Regions from separate parts of the Sus scrofa genome. Here all the other regions are linked to region 2. Evidence: chromatin contacts called from public Hi-C and HiChIP or PLAC-seq data. All regions are on one chromosome and are shown on one strand. Each heading gives the region's core, a stretch centred on a gene start, on an enhancer-like site or on the middle of the called end of the contact. The rest is flanking DNA. Distances are from core to core; before and after follow the strand shown. Region 1 holds the start of XYLB (xylulose kinase). Region 2 holds the start of ACVR2B (activin A receptor type 2B). Region 3 holds the start of EXOG (nuclease EXOG, mitochondrial).

Evidence for each region. A called contact is a pair of places that touch in the nucleus more often than the background predicts. HiChIP or PLAC-seq counts read pairs in DNA pulled down with a chosen protein or histone mark.
Region 1: a Hi-C map of liver shows a contact between it and region 2, with 2.5 times the contacts expected there. The contact joins the promoter of XYLB here to the promoter of ACVR2B in region 2. A contact is called at or near these places in 1 of 5 promoter capture datasets (liver), 3 of 47 Hi-C or Micro-C datasets (heart right ventricle and liver) and 1 of 2 datasets of contacts at active chromatin or transcription factors (skeletal muscle).
Region 3: an H3K27ac HiChIP or PLAC-seq map of skeletal muscle shows a contact between it and region 2. The contact joins the promoter of EXOG here to the promoter of ACVR2B in region 2. A contact is called at or near these places in 1 of 5 promoter capture datasets (liver), 1 of 47 Hi-C or Micro-C datasets (skeletal muscle) and 1 of 2 datasets of contacts at active chromatin or transcription factors (skeletal muscle).

Annotation. Positions count from the first base shown.
Region 1 is chr13:23,170,609-23,175,299 of Sscrofa11.1, forward strand. XYLB (xylulose kinase) reads left to right here and starts at 3,261. Exons shown (of 21, transcript XM_021071667.1): 1 at 3,261-3,468. The coding sequence starts at 3,412.
Region 2 is chr13:23,235,388-23,239,698 of Sscrofa11.1, forward strand. ACVR2B (activin A receptor type 2B) reads left to right here and starts at 2,312. Exons shown (of 11, transcript NM_001005350.2): 1 at 2,312-2,375. The coding sequence starts at 2,324.
Region 3 is chr13:23,276,560-23,281,186 of Sscrofa11.1, forward strand. EXOG (nuclease EXOG, mitochondrial) reads left to right here and starts at 1,899. Exons shown (of 11, transcript XR_001300113.2): 1 at 1,899-2,805.

The sequences.
Region 1 (4,691 bases), core at 2,011-4,510, 64 kb before region 2:
ACGGGGAGACACACATGTTGACCAAACAAAAAACTACTGGGAAGGGACGCCTGGGTGGGAGAGTGGCTGGGAAAGGGAACCCAGGAGAACTGCTCTGCCACATGGCTCAGGGTTTATGGGAATGGGATTAGTTTCCGGGTCTCTGGCTAATCATTTTGCTGGGCCCGTCCTTGGTCTGGCTCAGGGTCCTTCTGGTGGCAAGGGCACCTCTTAGCCAAAATGGATTCAAGCACCCAGGATTCTGGGAGTTTGGTCGTCTCCTCGCTCCAATTGACCCTCCTAAATTCTCCTGGTTAGTTTTCACGGCAGCACCATGTTCCTTATGAGGGCCTCCGGTTGTGACACAACTCGTTCAAGTGGCTGCTCCCTTGCCTAGCCAAGGTGGGCGGTTTCAGTCAATGGTTCCCTAACATTACTGCGGCCTCCCCCCCACCACTTGCCTTTGAACTGGCCATGAGACTGACCAGTGACGTCAAGGCAGAAGGGTAGTAGGCAGTTCTAAGTCTAGACCTTCAGAGGCCTCACGACTGTACCCTCTTCTGTCCCCCTCCTTTCATGAGAACAGCGTGCTCGGAGTCTCTGCGGGTCCCAGGAAGGCAAAAATGAGAGACATGTGGAACAAAGCTACTCTGAGCCACGTCTGGATCAAGTGACCTGCTCACATCTGAGGGACAAGAAAAGATTACTGTTTGAGGTCACCAAGTGTGGAGGTGTTTTGTTATGCATCAACAGTTAACTAACTGGAGTTCCTATCATGGCTCAGTGGAAATGAATCTGACTAGTGTCCATGAGGACGCAGGTTTGATCCCTGGCCTCGCTTAGTGGGTTGAGGATCTGGTGTTGCCATGAGCTGTGGTGTAGGTCACAGACATGGCTTGAATCTGAAGTTGCTGTGGCTGTGGTGTAGGCCAGTGGTTACAGCTCCCATTTGACCCCTAACCTGGGAACTTCCATATGCCGCAGGTGCAGCCTTAAAACAGAAGACAAAAACAAACAAAAAAACAAAACAGTTAACTAACCAGGTCACCTCAACTGAAAACTTGGGCATTACATTTGACTTTTCCCTCCCTCAGTCCATGGGGTTCTAAGTATCTCCTGAATCCATCTGCTTCTCTCCATCCTCAGCACCTCTGAGGCATAAGCCCTAGTTCAGACCACCTCCAAACACATTCTAATTTTCCCTTCTTCCCCTTTGTCTCCCTTCTCCACACAGCATTTTGAGTGACCTTCCTAATCTGCAAATCTGATTATGTGACTCCTCTTCTGAGCTTTGCCCTCAGGTTGTGGTACCCTTAAGGACCCCAGGAGGATAGGAGCCTTGCTAGGGACTGTGGGCAATCTGGTCAATTGATAAGAGATGCTTCAGGGCAGTCTCTACTCGGTTCCCAATCAGAGCAGGAGTTCTTTGACAGGCTCTATGCAGGGATCCAGGTTCAAGTTTGGAGGCTGATAAGCAAAAGACCAGCCTCAGGCCATTGCAACCTGGGCATCAACAACAGGAGGACAACATGGGTGGTATGGACACCTTGGGTTTTTTCTTGTTTTGGCCTCCCCTGAGGCCTGTTCAAATTCCCGGGCCAGGGATCAAATCTGCATTATAGCAGTGACCCAAGCCATAGCAGTGTCAATGTCATATCCTTAACCCACTAGGCCACCAGGAAACTGTAGGTATTAATAACTCAGAATTAAGATTTCTGTCTTTAGAGTTACCTCTGTGGCTCAGCAGCTTAAGAACCTGACTAGTTCCAAATAAGACAGCTTGGAGGGTGGGGAGATGCGCTGGGGTTTGGGCTGGAAATGCTATAAAATTTGGTTGTGCTGATTGTTGTACAACTATAAATGTAATAAAATTCATTGGGGGGGGGAAGAACCTGACTAGTATCCATGAGGATGCAGGTTTGATCCCTGGTCTCACTCAGGGGGTCAGGCATTGCTGTGAGCTGTGGTGTAGGTTGCAGAGCAGCTTGGATCCCATGTTGCTACGGCTGTGGTGAAGGCTGACAGCTGTAGCTCCGATTCGACCCCTCACCTGGGAACTTCCGTATGCCACAGGTGTAGCCCTAAATGATTTCTGTCTTTGGAGTTCCTGCTGTGGCATAGCAGTTTAAGGATCCAGCGTTGTCTCTGCACAATGGGGTTAAGGATCCTGTGGCCAGAAAAGAAAAAATTCTATCTTCATTCTTTGCCAATGGATCAGACAGTGGGTGTGTAGTCTCCTTACACAGGCAAATGGCCTCCACACCTCTGGTTTTCTCTGGAGTGAAAAGGCTGTTCTATTAAGAGAAAGGATGAGTCATCAAAATGAGGCAGATGCCATAACCCATAGAGAAAGGCACCCCTCACCAAGAGTAGGTCTCCCTCTGAGGCAGCCTGAGACAGAGCCAGTAGCCTTGGCCTTCGAGAGCCTTTTATATTTTCCCCTGGGCCTTCTCACAAGGCTCTCCAGCAAATTGTCTTGTTTACTGGTTAAACACCTAAGCTCTGGAGCCAAACTCTCTAGATTTGGGTCCAGCTCTGCCACTGACCTTGGGACCTTGGGCTAAGAGGAGGATCTGGGCTCTAAGCAGTTCAAGTTCAGCAAGAGAGATACGGGTAATCAGACCATTCCATCAGGGCTCTGCTGGGCTGGGAGCTCCCGGGAAGAGCATCTCACTTGAGTAGGTGCCGGGAGGCCATCCAGGGGACACACCAGAGGGAATAAGGGGATGAGGAGGTGTCTTCAGCTGTAGGAATTAAGGGAGTGGGTCTGATTTGGTTCTCACCCCCCGTCACCATGCATGGCACAGGTGACACCATCAACACCAGCTGATCTCAAGGACAAAAGAGCCCCAGATGGAGGGGGTGGGGGGCTCAGGCTCTGACTTTAAATACAGAGGTGAGATGTGGCACATGTCAGAGCTGGGGAATTACTCAATTTGCTGGCTCAGGACAGGGCCTGCTGGAGCCCAGTGCCTCCATCCCCAGGGCACATTTCCCTGTGTCACCACCATCAGTGGACAGCTTCTCCAGCACGAGAGACAGCCATGGCTGTCCCCAGGGCCACCAGAGAGACAGGCAAGGACAAGCTGGCTTAAAGGTGAATCCTTTGGCCAAGGCGTCCTCCGAGGGAAAGCAGACTGTTAGGGCCAAGCCTTTGCAGGGAGCACGATGGGAGGTGGGGCGAGGCGAGGCGGGATGGGGTTGGAGGGAGAGGGCTGCGTGGAGGACCCTGGTGTGAACAGCAGGCCGTGACTGAGTCGCTGCACGTCCCCCGCCCTGCCCACCGGCAGGCGGCGCCAGAGAGCCAGGCCGCGGGGTCCCAGGGTCTGGCGTCCAGCCGGGCGGGGCGAGGGGCGGGCCCTGGCGTGACCGCGTTGGAGCTTGCAGACAGTCCCGCGGCGGGAGCGACCCGTAGCCGGAACCTCCGCAGCCATGGCCGAACACTCAGCTCGCCACTGCTGCCTGGGATGGGACTTCAGCACGCAGCAGGTATCAACGCGGGCCCAGACCAGCCGGGCGTAGCCGCCCTCTTTGCAACATCGGGCGGGCTGGCGGCGTGAACCAGGCACCCGGAACCCTGGGCCACGCCACGGGCGCGCCTTTTCTAGGGCTTCCCGGCTGTGCCTGCCGGTGCCTACAGCGCGGGAGATGCGACCGTGACCCGGCCTGGACCCCCGGTCCTTCCAGAAACGGCTCCCCCACCCCCACCCCACCCCACCACCGTGTCCCCTACCCCCGCAGGACCCTGCGGGCACGTAGCTGGAAAGCTCCCAGAGGGCCCTGGGGACCAAAGGGTTCACGCCCCCTGGGCGCAGTTGGTGGAACCCAAAGAATTCAGCTACTGTAAGAGAGAGGACCAGACAGACAGGTAGGCACACAGGCAGAACCAGTGACCTAGAACTAGAACACCGCTTGAAGCCTTTTTTAAAAAGCGAAATTGGCACAGTATACACATGAACTTTGTCCCACCTGTGACAGCCATTGGTTGGCACCAGTGTGCTGGGTTAACCTGCGTGCCCAGGGCCCTACAGACAGGCAAGCTGAGGCAAAATTTGCCTTCAGATTGGGCCTGTGGTGTCCAGGGGCTCCTTCTCCTTAACTTGGGAAATTAACACAGTTGCAGTCAAACCTTTCTCTGTGAATGGATCTCCGGAGCAAGGCTGTGACCAATCCCTTACCAGAAAGCCCTGTGACCCTTGGTCAGGTTGTCTTGCTAGGCCTCATTTTCTGCATCTGTCTAAGAAAGGAGTTGTACCCTTGGGTTTGGAGGTCTGCTCCATTGGGAAGTGTCTCTGGTCCTTGGGAACAGCCCAGGGGCCTTGCCTGATCTCTCAGACCCCTGCAGGTGCGGAGCCCCAGAGACATCTCCAAACCCACCTCGTATTCCTTCTCCTCTAGGACTTTCTCAGACCTCGTTGCTTGACATAGGAACCAGCTTATCTACCTCTAGAAGAATATCCACCTCTAGAAGGCCTTGGCTCTGGCTGTTTGGAGGACAAAAATTCCCTGAGCTGCATGGGTGTTCGACTTAGCCTCAGCTTCTTCATTTTACTAAGTCTTTGGACATGTCCCCCGATGAGACCTCTGTTACCATGGTTACAGTGATGCACTCGGGCCTCAAGGAGGTCTCCAGGCAGAACCACTTTCTAGCGAGTTGAGCTACATTTGGTGATGTTCATATCCTTAGACCAGGTAGAAACTGAGGAAAATTC
Region 2 (4,311 bases), core at 1,062-3,561:
CAGCTGTGGTGTATGTTGAAATATCAGCTTGGATCTGATCCATGGCCGGGGAAACTCCATATTGCTGCAGGGTGGCCAAAAAGGAAGAAAAATAAAAAGTTCCCAGAGAAGTCAGGGTGGAAGACACAGATGTGTTAGCAGTTTGGTTTACCCTGAGCTCTTATTGTGATACCCATTTAGCGTGAAGTAGAAGAGAGGAAACAACCAGTTTAATTTGTGGTAGACACGTTACAGTTATAACCTTCCAGTAGGAAGGAGGCAGTGATTTATCATCCCTAGAAAAAGACACTTATTCTGGATATGGAGTTGCTTTTCTTGTCATCATGTGTCTATCAGCATAGCCTCCCGTGGAGTTACCAAATACCTAATACAGAGCCCAAGTATCCCATTCTCTGCCGCTTCTTACTTAGCACACAGTAGCATTCAACTCTGTGTTAAAAGACCTGTATAGGAGTTCCTGCTGTGCTGCAGTGGTTCAGAATCTGACTGCAACCACTCAGGTCACTTTGGAGGTGCGGGTTCAATCCCTGGCCCACACAGAGGGTTAAAGGATCCAGCATTGCTCTAGCTGTGGCATGGGTTGCAGCTGTGGTTGGGATTCTTTGATCCCTGGCTCAGGAACTTCCATGTGCTGCCAGTGCAGCCATTTAAAAAAAAAAAAAAAAGTGTTATATAAGGTTAGCAAGGAGGGGCTGTCATTTCTGGTGTATATTTATTAAGAGGCCTTCAGAGACTCCCAAATATTTCTGGGTAGTGATTCCAAAGTGTTGTTGGCCCCTGAGGTGTACTTGGTACTTTGGAAACGGGATGGTAGCCCTTCATTTCAACTTCGATCAAGGCAATATACATTTTACATGGTAGGCTTTTACATAAGATTTTGTTTGAATAAGATTTGTGTAATTAAGCAAAAAAATGCATGGAGTTCCTTGGTGGCCTAGGTTAAGGACTCCGTGTTGTCACTGCTGTGATGCTGGTTTAATTTCTGACCAGGGAACTTCTGCATGCTGCGGTTTCGCCAACAAAGAAAAGACGGAAGGAATCGAGTCTCACTTTTCCTCCCTTATTTTTTTATTTATTTAGGCTCCTCACTTTCTGAATAAAAAGGCTCGGAAAAGTGAAACAACTCACTTCCAGGCACCACCTCCCTCCTGGTTGCTCTTGCCCTGCTCCTAGAAAGGCTGTGGCAAATCTGGAGAGGCTGAAGTTCTCTATTCAAGGATTCTGCACCTCATCCCTGAGCTGTGAGGGGGCTTTCCCTCTTTAGCTAGGGGCCCCCGTCAAGACCCTTCCAAACTCTAGCTGTGATAAGGACGGTAGAATCTGAGATAGAGAACTGGGTGGGAGTGCTGAGAATATTTGGGTAAGGGTAGGGAAGCAAGTTGCTACAGGCCTTTTTCCACCTGCTGCTGCTCTGCCCGGCGGGACTCGCGCCCTCCCTCACTAGGATGGGTCAATTCCAAGATCTCTAGTTGTGGCTTTGTGACCCCCATCAGGCGGGGAAATGAAGGCGCAGAGAGGAATCATCGGGGGCGGTCCACTCACTCGGGGTCGCAGGGCAGCATGCGTTCCGGGAGAATGGGATCCTCAGCGCGGAGCAAGAATCCCGGTGCGGGAGGCCACGGGGAGCTGGGGAGCTGGGGTTCTGGGGTAAAGTGCTACCGGACACGACCCAGCCAACTCTGCCAGCTGACCCTGCTTAGCCCTCCAAACCCATGGTTTGCACGCGTCCTGCTGGAGGGCGCGGCCTGGGGGCGGAGTCTCTGTGTTGTTGTTTCTCTGGAGCCACGCCCCTGAGGGGGGCGCGGACCACGCGGTCGGAGGGCCCGCCTCCCCTCCCCCTCCCCGCCCAGCTCGCCCGCCTCTTTGTATCCAACATCCGGGTTTCCCTGCTGGCTCGGCTCCGCGGCCGAGGCTCAGGAGCCATTTTGGACGCGGTTCAGCTCCCCTCCCCCCACCCCTCCCCCAGTTCATGGCCCCTCCGGACTCGGCCCCTGCGCCCGGGGCCCGGGCCCAGCCCCGCCGCGCTATGCCTGAGTCGGGCGCGCCCCGGCCCGCGCCCCGCCGCCGCCCCCCGGCCCCCGCGTCGCCCCGGAGCCGGGGCCGCAGCCTGCGCCGCCCGCAGCGGCCCTGAGCCCGGCCCCGCCGCGCGGCCCTTGGAGCCTGCACGCTGCCCTGGGACGAAGGCGCAGGAAGCGCGCGGGGAACAAGACCGAAGGAAGGAGCGGGAAGGAGAGCGCAGCCGCCGCCGGGCCCTGCGCGCCCCAGGAGCGCCGCGCGGCCCTGCCCGCGGGCTCCGGGTGTCCGCGGGGCGGCGCCGCGGAACATGACGGCGCCCTGGGCGGCCCTCGCCCTCCTCTGGGGATCGCTGTGCGTGGGTAAGGACAGGGCGCGGCGTGGGGGGCGCGCAGGTCGGCCTCGGGCGCCGCGCGGTGTTTACCAACAAAGGGCGGGCCCGCGGCCTCCTTATCGCGCCACCTGCACCCAGCTTGCACCTCCCGGGGCGGGGACAGGGGGCGCGTAGCGCGCCCCGCTTGCTGATCTTTTGGGGGACGGTCTTGCCCGTGCGGCGGCCTGCGGGTCTCCAGTTCGCAGAGGCAACCCCGGGGTCAGGGTTCAGACTTCACGGGCGCGTGGCACCCAGGCAGACTAGGAGGAGAACTGGAACGAGGGGCAGGTGGCCAAGCTGAGCTGGCAGGTCTAATGCGGGAGTGGCGGGATTGTAGGTGCAGCAGCGGCTGGCAGCTGGAGTGCGCGATCTTTAGAGCCACTAGGTGTAGCGAAGGGAAGCGCGTCGCTTCACATAGCCGGGAGGAGTCCAGCACCCCATCCCACCAGCATCTGCGTGGTGTTCCTCCGGAGGCGCGCCTTTGGCGCCAGGTCCCACCTGCGCCTGCTTTCCCTGCGGCGATCTGGGACGCGAGATGCTGGCCACCCCGCGGGACTGCTTTGTTTTGGGCGCCTAGGAGGGGAGGGGAGATGGGAGGAAAAACCAACAGGTCTCTGTTCTGTCTGGCCTCCGGGAAGCACGTGGCGGGGGCGGGTGACCCTCGGGACTAGCGTTCGGCGTGCGTGCGCGTGGTTGAGCATATTTGGCTTCGAGTGTATATGCGCGTTTTTCCGCGGGGAGACCTCTTCCCCCAGGCCTAAGCACTGATTTTCCTCTTTTAGCGCTTCTGGGACGCAGTACGTGCGGCTACGGGCTTGGCATTCGGGTTCAGAAAGGCCCGGGCAGCCGTGGGGAGCCACGCATTAAATCTCCAGGGAGAAGCCTGGGGCGGTCGAGGAAGCTGGTGCGCGGCAGCCCGGGAGCCTGGTCCTCCGCGTCTTTGTTCCCAGCCCCCATTACACATGCAGCTCGGGTCCCCCGCCGCCGCCGCCGCCCGAGGTGGCAGCAGCGCGGAGTCTGGGAAACCCGCGAAGGGCGGGGCCCGGGCAGGCAGGGGCGGGGCTGGGATCCCCAGGCTGCTGCGGGGGTGGGGAGTGGGTGGGAATCCGGGATCTCCTCCTCATCCCCACTCCCACTCCCACTCCCACTTCCACTCTACCCGCCTCCTGTGTAGTGTAGCATAGCTTAGCTGTCTACACCAAAGCGAAAGAGCTCCAGGCAGGGCTTAAAGCTGCGTGGCCTGAGTGCAGGGACCAGAGAACAGAGACCCCTGTTTGGTGCCTGGTGCTGTATGGAGGGGGTGTCATGACTCTTTTGGAGCCATTACCTGTGTCGTAGAAGCAAAGTTTTGGTGGTGTTGAACCTGTTCCTTTCTCTGCCTTTAAGTGCTGCTTTTCCCCACGAATGAGAACTCTGAAGTGAAAGAAATGCATTGGCCTCTGGAGAGGAGGGCTGCAGCCAGCTGACTTAATGGACAAGCAGCAGGTTACTTGTCTATCTCTGGATCCCTGGCTCTTCCATTCTCAGGTCTGCAGAAGGAACCTCCTTCCAGGACAGGACAGCCTCAGACCTGGAACCCTCTCTAGACCCTCAATGGGTGAGGCAGAGAGGGATTGGGCCCCTAGAAGCACTGTATTTCCCTCCTCTTCCCTGCCTTGCGGAGTGCTGAGCAGTGCACCCGGCAAGGTGGGGCAACTGGAGTTAAATTGGCATCCACAGACCTGTGTTCCTGCCTTGGAGGAAGGTGGGGATCATTGGGTGTTACTTGTAGTCACAACAGCCAGTTGTCTGGTGGCCACTGTCCTGACTTGGGAGGAACTATAGGAAGAGCCTCAGGAGGCCAGAGTGGAGGCAGAGCTGGCCCTCCTGTTCCTATGATTTCGTGGATGCCCTTCCTTCAAGCTCCTGGCTTGCAGTTTAGAAGT
Region 3 (4,627 bases), core at 649-3,148, 41 kb after region 2:
CACTGTGGGCTTTTCCTTAATGGACTGTCCTGGGACTTTCAGTTTGTTTCTTCACTGGGGTGTATCTTCCAAACCCCCAAGATCCCCGCACATACAACCCTACCCCCTACTCTCATACTTTGCAGACAACTTTGAGCAATATTTTGTAAGTGGAGCAGAGAAACCTAAAAAATAAGTTATATTCAGGACTACTGCACAATACAAACTCTGCCATTTCCAAATGTGGCTGAGTACCAGGGTGATTTGCTGAGCTATTAAAAATACAGTGATGGGGCCCCACCCCCAATCTGAATCAGCAAGCCAGTCCCCCATTTTAGGGTTCCTGACTTATCTCACTAGATGAAAACATGGTTCCCTGCTAATAAAATAATGATAGTCCCTACTAAAACAGGAAAGCCCCAGAAATCACCTCACTGCTTTCTGTAGTAACATAAAAGATTTTTCTGGCCTATGACTAATATTTACTAAGCGGAGAAACACCAGCTTTGAATCCTGGGGGAGGGGTCAGTGCCTTTTTTGTTCATTGTTTATTATAAACCTTACATAACCTGCTTGGAGCTCTTTGGAATAATTTTTTTTTTTTTTTTTTTTTTTGGCTACGACTGTGGTATGTGGAGGTTCCTGGCCAGGGTCAAACCTGAGCCAAAGCAGTGACACCACCAAATCCTTAACCACTAGGCCAGCAGGGAACTCCCTGTAGGAAATGACGGACACCATTAAACAGAAAGGGGGCTTTGCTAGAAGGATCCTGGGGGAAAGTGGTCAGCCCAGCCCTGGGTAAAGGCAGGATGTGTCTGGGCTTCTTTCAGAGGCTTAGAAGTTGGGGTCAGCATTGCAAGCTTTCACCTGTGTCTCAGCACTTGTTCCAGAGGTGCTCAGTGGGAGACTAGATGCATCTGTTGTTGTCTACTTGGAAAAAAGGCTGTGTGGGTAGTGCCACAGTTTTATGTGTCACAGCTTTGCTATCCTGAGAAAGTTCCAGATCCAAAATCCATAAAAAGAATCTGGTTGATCTGGCTCAACTAGTTAGTGTCAGAGGCCCTGAGGATTATACAAAATGACCTCATGACAGGTATTCCTAGGGGGAAGGGGCATGGGGCCATGAAACTTAAAACTACACTTCAGCTGGTTATTAGACATGGCCTCCTGCTTAAACTAAATCCAGATGGAATGCTGGAGTTTGTGCTGCAAAATTAAGAAGACCCATTTATTTGTGAGTGAGAGTGCAGAAAACAATCATCCTTCCTGGAGTTCCCTAGTGGCTCAGCAGGTTAAGGATTCAGCATTGTTACTGCTGTAGATTGAGTTGGATCTCTGGCCTGGAAACTTGTGCATGCCACAGGGCCAAAAAAATCCAATGACATAATGTCCTTCCTTTGTTGGTGAGCATTCAGCAATCTGGATTTATATTCTATCAAGATAAATAAAACAGGAGTTCCCATCATGGCTCACTGGTTAATGAACCTGACTAGTATCCATGAGGATGCAGGTGTGATCCCTGACCTTGCTCAGTGGGTTAATGACCTGGCATTGCTGTGGCTGTGGTGTAGGCTGGCAGCTGTAGCTCCAATTCGACCCCTAGCCTAGGACCCTGCATATGCCATGGGTGTGGCCTTAAAAAGACAAAAAGACAAAAACAACAAAAAAAGATAAAACCGTTGACTAAATAAAAATTTCTAACATTAGCAGCGCTTAACAACATGCCCCAGGTCCCTCCCTAAGCACTTTACATCGTTAGCCTCCCTTAATCCTCATAAGAACCCTATGGCCTAAGAGTATTATTATTATAATTATTACTATTATTTTTTGCTTTATAGGGCTGCACTAGAGCATATGGAAGTTCCCAGGCTATGGGTCAAATCAGAGCTACAGCTGCCGGTCTGCACCATAGTCACAGCAACAGCCACAAAACTCAGGATTCAAGCGGCATCTGGAATCTACACCAAGCTCAGGGCAACGTGGGATCCTTAACCCTCTGAGCGAGGCCAGGGATGGAATCCGAATCGTCATGGATACTAGTGGGGTTCGTTACCAGTGAGCCACAATGGGAACTCTTCCTATTCCTATTTTAAGAAGGAAATGGTTGGGTGGGGATCCAAAGCTCTGCATCTGGATTCAGAGTCCTCAGCCACCATGGAGTACTGTCTTGTCAAGAAACCCCTTAGGAGGTGCAAAGCTATTTTTCGAAGTTATGATTTATATACCATGTGACTTCAAAACCAAGTGTTATAAAGACATCCAATGTGGCACAGGTTTTGGAATCAGACCCGAGTTGGAATTTTGGCTCTGAAGAACTTTGTGTAAACATGTGAAAATGACTTACTACTTACCTATTAAGTGGGACTAAAGGTATTTTCTTCTTAAGACTGTACATGCACATACTGAGCCTTCAAGGCATCATGCTGTTGTTATCCGTCATCCAGCAGACCAAGGATGGAGACAGGATGCCCCTGGGCCTCCAAGTTTGTCACCAGGGGGCGCGCGAGGGCTTGGTAGGAAAGGCACGCCCTTGCGCTCCGGGAGAGGCTCAGGGCCAGGTGACTCCAGGGGGCGCATGCGTATCTTGGCCCCAGGGTAGCGATTGGCTGTCAGGTTTCCGGGGCGCGCATGCGCTACGGCGAAAGGCAGGTGCCGCGGGCAAGATGGTTGTCAAAAGTTTTGCTTCCCGCTTCCGTGGCTCCCGGCGCTTTTTGAGTGGTTTTGTGGCCGGAGCTGTCGTGGGCGCTGCAGGAGCGGGGCTTACTGCCGTGCAGTTCCTCCGGAGTCGGGACGCTGAGCCTGCGTTGGCGGTGAAAGAGCCGGACGGTGAGTGTGTGGGCCCCTAGAGCTCAGGCCCGGGTTCCTATCTCGGGTAGGAGCCAGCCGTAACCCTAGACGCGCGCGGTCTCCACTCATCCGGCCCCGGGTTGTCCGCGGTCCAGTTCCCCGGCCCGGCCCCCACTCTGCGTCGCGTCCCGCCTGCCTCCTTTGTGCACTTCCTTCCTCTGGGGATCTGCCCCCGCCCCCTTGCACCAAAGTATTAGTCTCGACATGTGTGTTTTACTATGCCCTCCCCTAGATTGTTAGTCCCATAACCGTTCGGACCGTGTCAGTTTCGTTCTCCACCATTTACTCAGCCTGGGACCTGGCAGATAATTGGCTTCCAGTAAGTACGGATGAGTGACATATATTTAGTAGTCCTCATTTTATCATTGTTCAAATGAAGAACACCTGCTAGCCTTTCTTTAAAGTATGTAAGTCCGCAGGTTATCAGGGATACCTTATATTTGACATAGTAAATGAGCTCATGCTCATCTCATCTCTTAATGTCCCCGTCGTGCTAATTTAACTTGGTCCTTCTGATACTTCGCATTTAGCAAGAGAGCTATCCTGGTGGGTTGAAACCTGCAGAGGGCATCAAGAGGATTATTTTGAAAACAGCTCTCTCTTCATTGTGTACTTGGTTTCTCTCACTAGGAAAAATTGTACTAGTTTTACCACTGCCTTGCTGCAGCACGTGTCTCTGCTTCAGTATGGGAGCATTGAAAACAGTGTGGAGGAACCATGGTCCTTTACAAATACTTAAAAGGCTGTGCTTTTGTCTCCACACTAACTTTTTTTTTTGTCTTTTTGCCATTTCTTGGGCCCTTCCCGCCGCATATGGAGGTTCCCAGACTAGGGGTCAAATTGGAGCTGTAGCTGCCAGCTTACGCCAGAGCCACAGCAACGCAGGATCCGAGCCGTGTCTGCGACCTATACCACAGCTCACGGCCGGATCGTTAACCCACTGAGCAAGGCCTCGGATCGAACCGCAATCTCATGGTTCCTAGTCGGATTCGTTAACCACTGCGCCACGACGGGAACTCCACACACTAACTCTTTAAACATAATGAGTTGGCAGGCTCTCTCCCATTTAGTCATACCAATGACTAGTAATGACATGAGTTTTTCCTTGGCTGCTTTTGAGTACACTGTACTTTGTGTACAGTGAGACACCAGCAAGATCAGGTCCTTATCCCCCTCCCCGGCCCGTGGGTACTTCTTTATTAGGAAAGAAACTATTTTCAGACTAGAGACTGCAGAAGGGAACTAACTTGATTCTGCAATTCTAGAACAAACTGCATGATAAAGGATTCTTGAGTTTTCACAGAGTGAGGGCGGGGGGAGAGAGAATCATTTAAACAGTGTTTCCCAAATTTGGCTATTTTTACAAACATATGCTTAGAAGAGGGAGTTACAGGTTTTCCACGGTAACATTTAAATCTAAACCAATTAATACACTTGTTCGGAATGGCCTGACAACCACCTTACATAGCAGAGGGTTATCACGTGACCGCAGCACCTGCTCTTGTACCTCTGACCCCTATGGCACCAAGTAAAGACCAGCAGTGCTTCACTTTTCATGTGGCATCTCTCACATTGGGTGCTCAGGCCCTTCACACCATTGTTGAACACTTCCTATGAGACCTGTGAGTTGTCAAGGTTCAGGAAACTGGGTCACAGCATTTCTTCTCAAAGTAGGGTGGTGTGGTGTGTGGATGGTGGCCAGGGAGAGACATGAACTGTGAAAAGGCACATTCAGACTACCTACTGACTTTATCATACAAAAGTCTATAATGTTAAACTCGACAAAATAATTTTCGGGCAG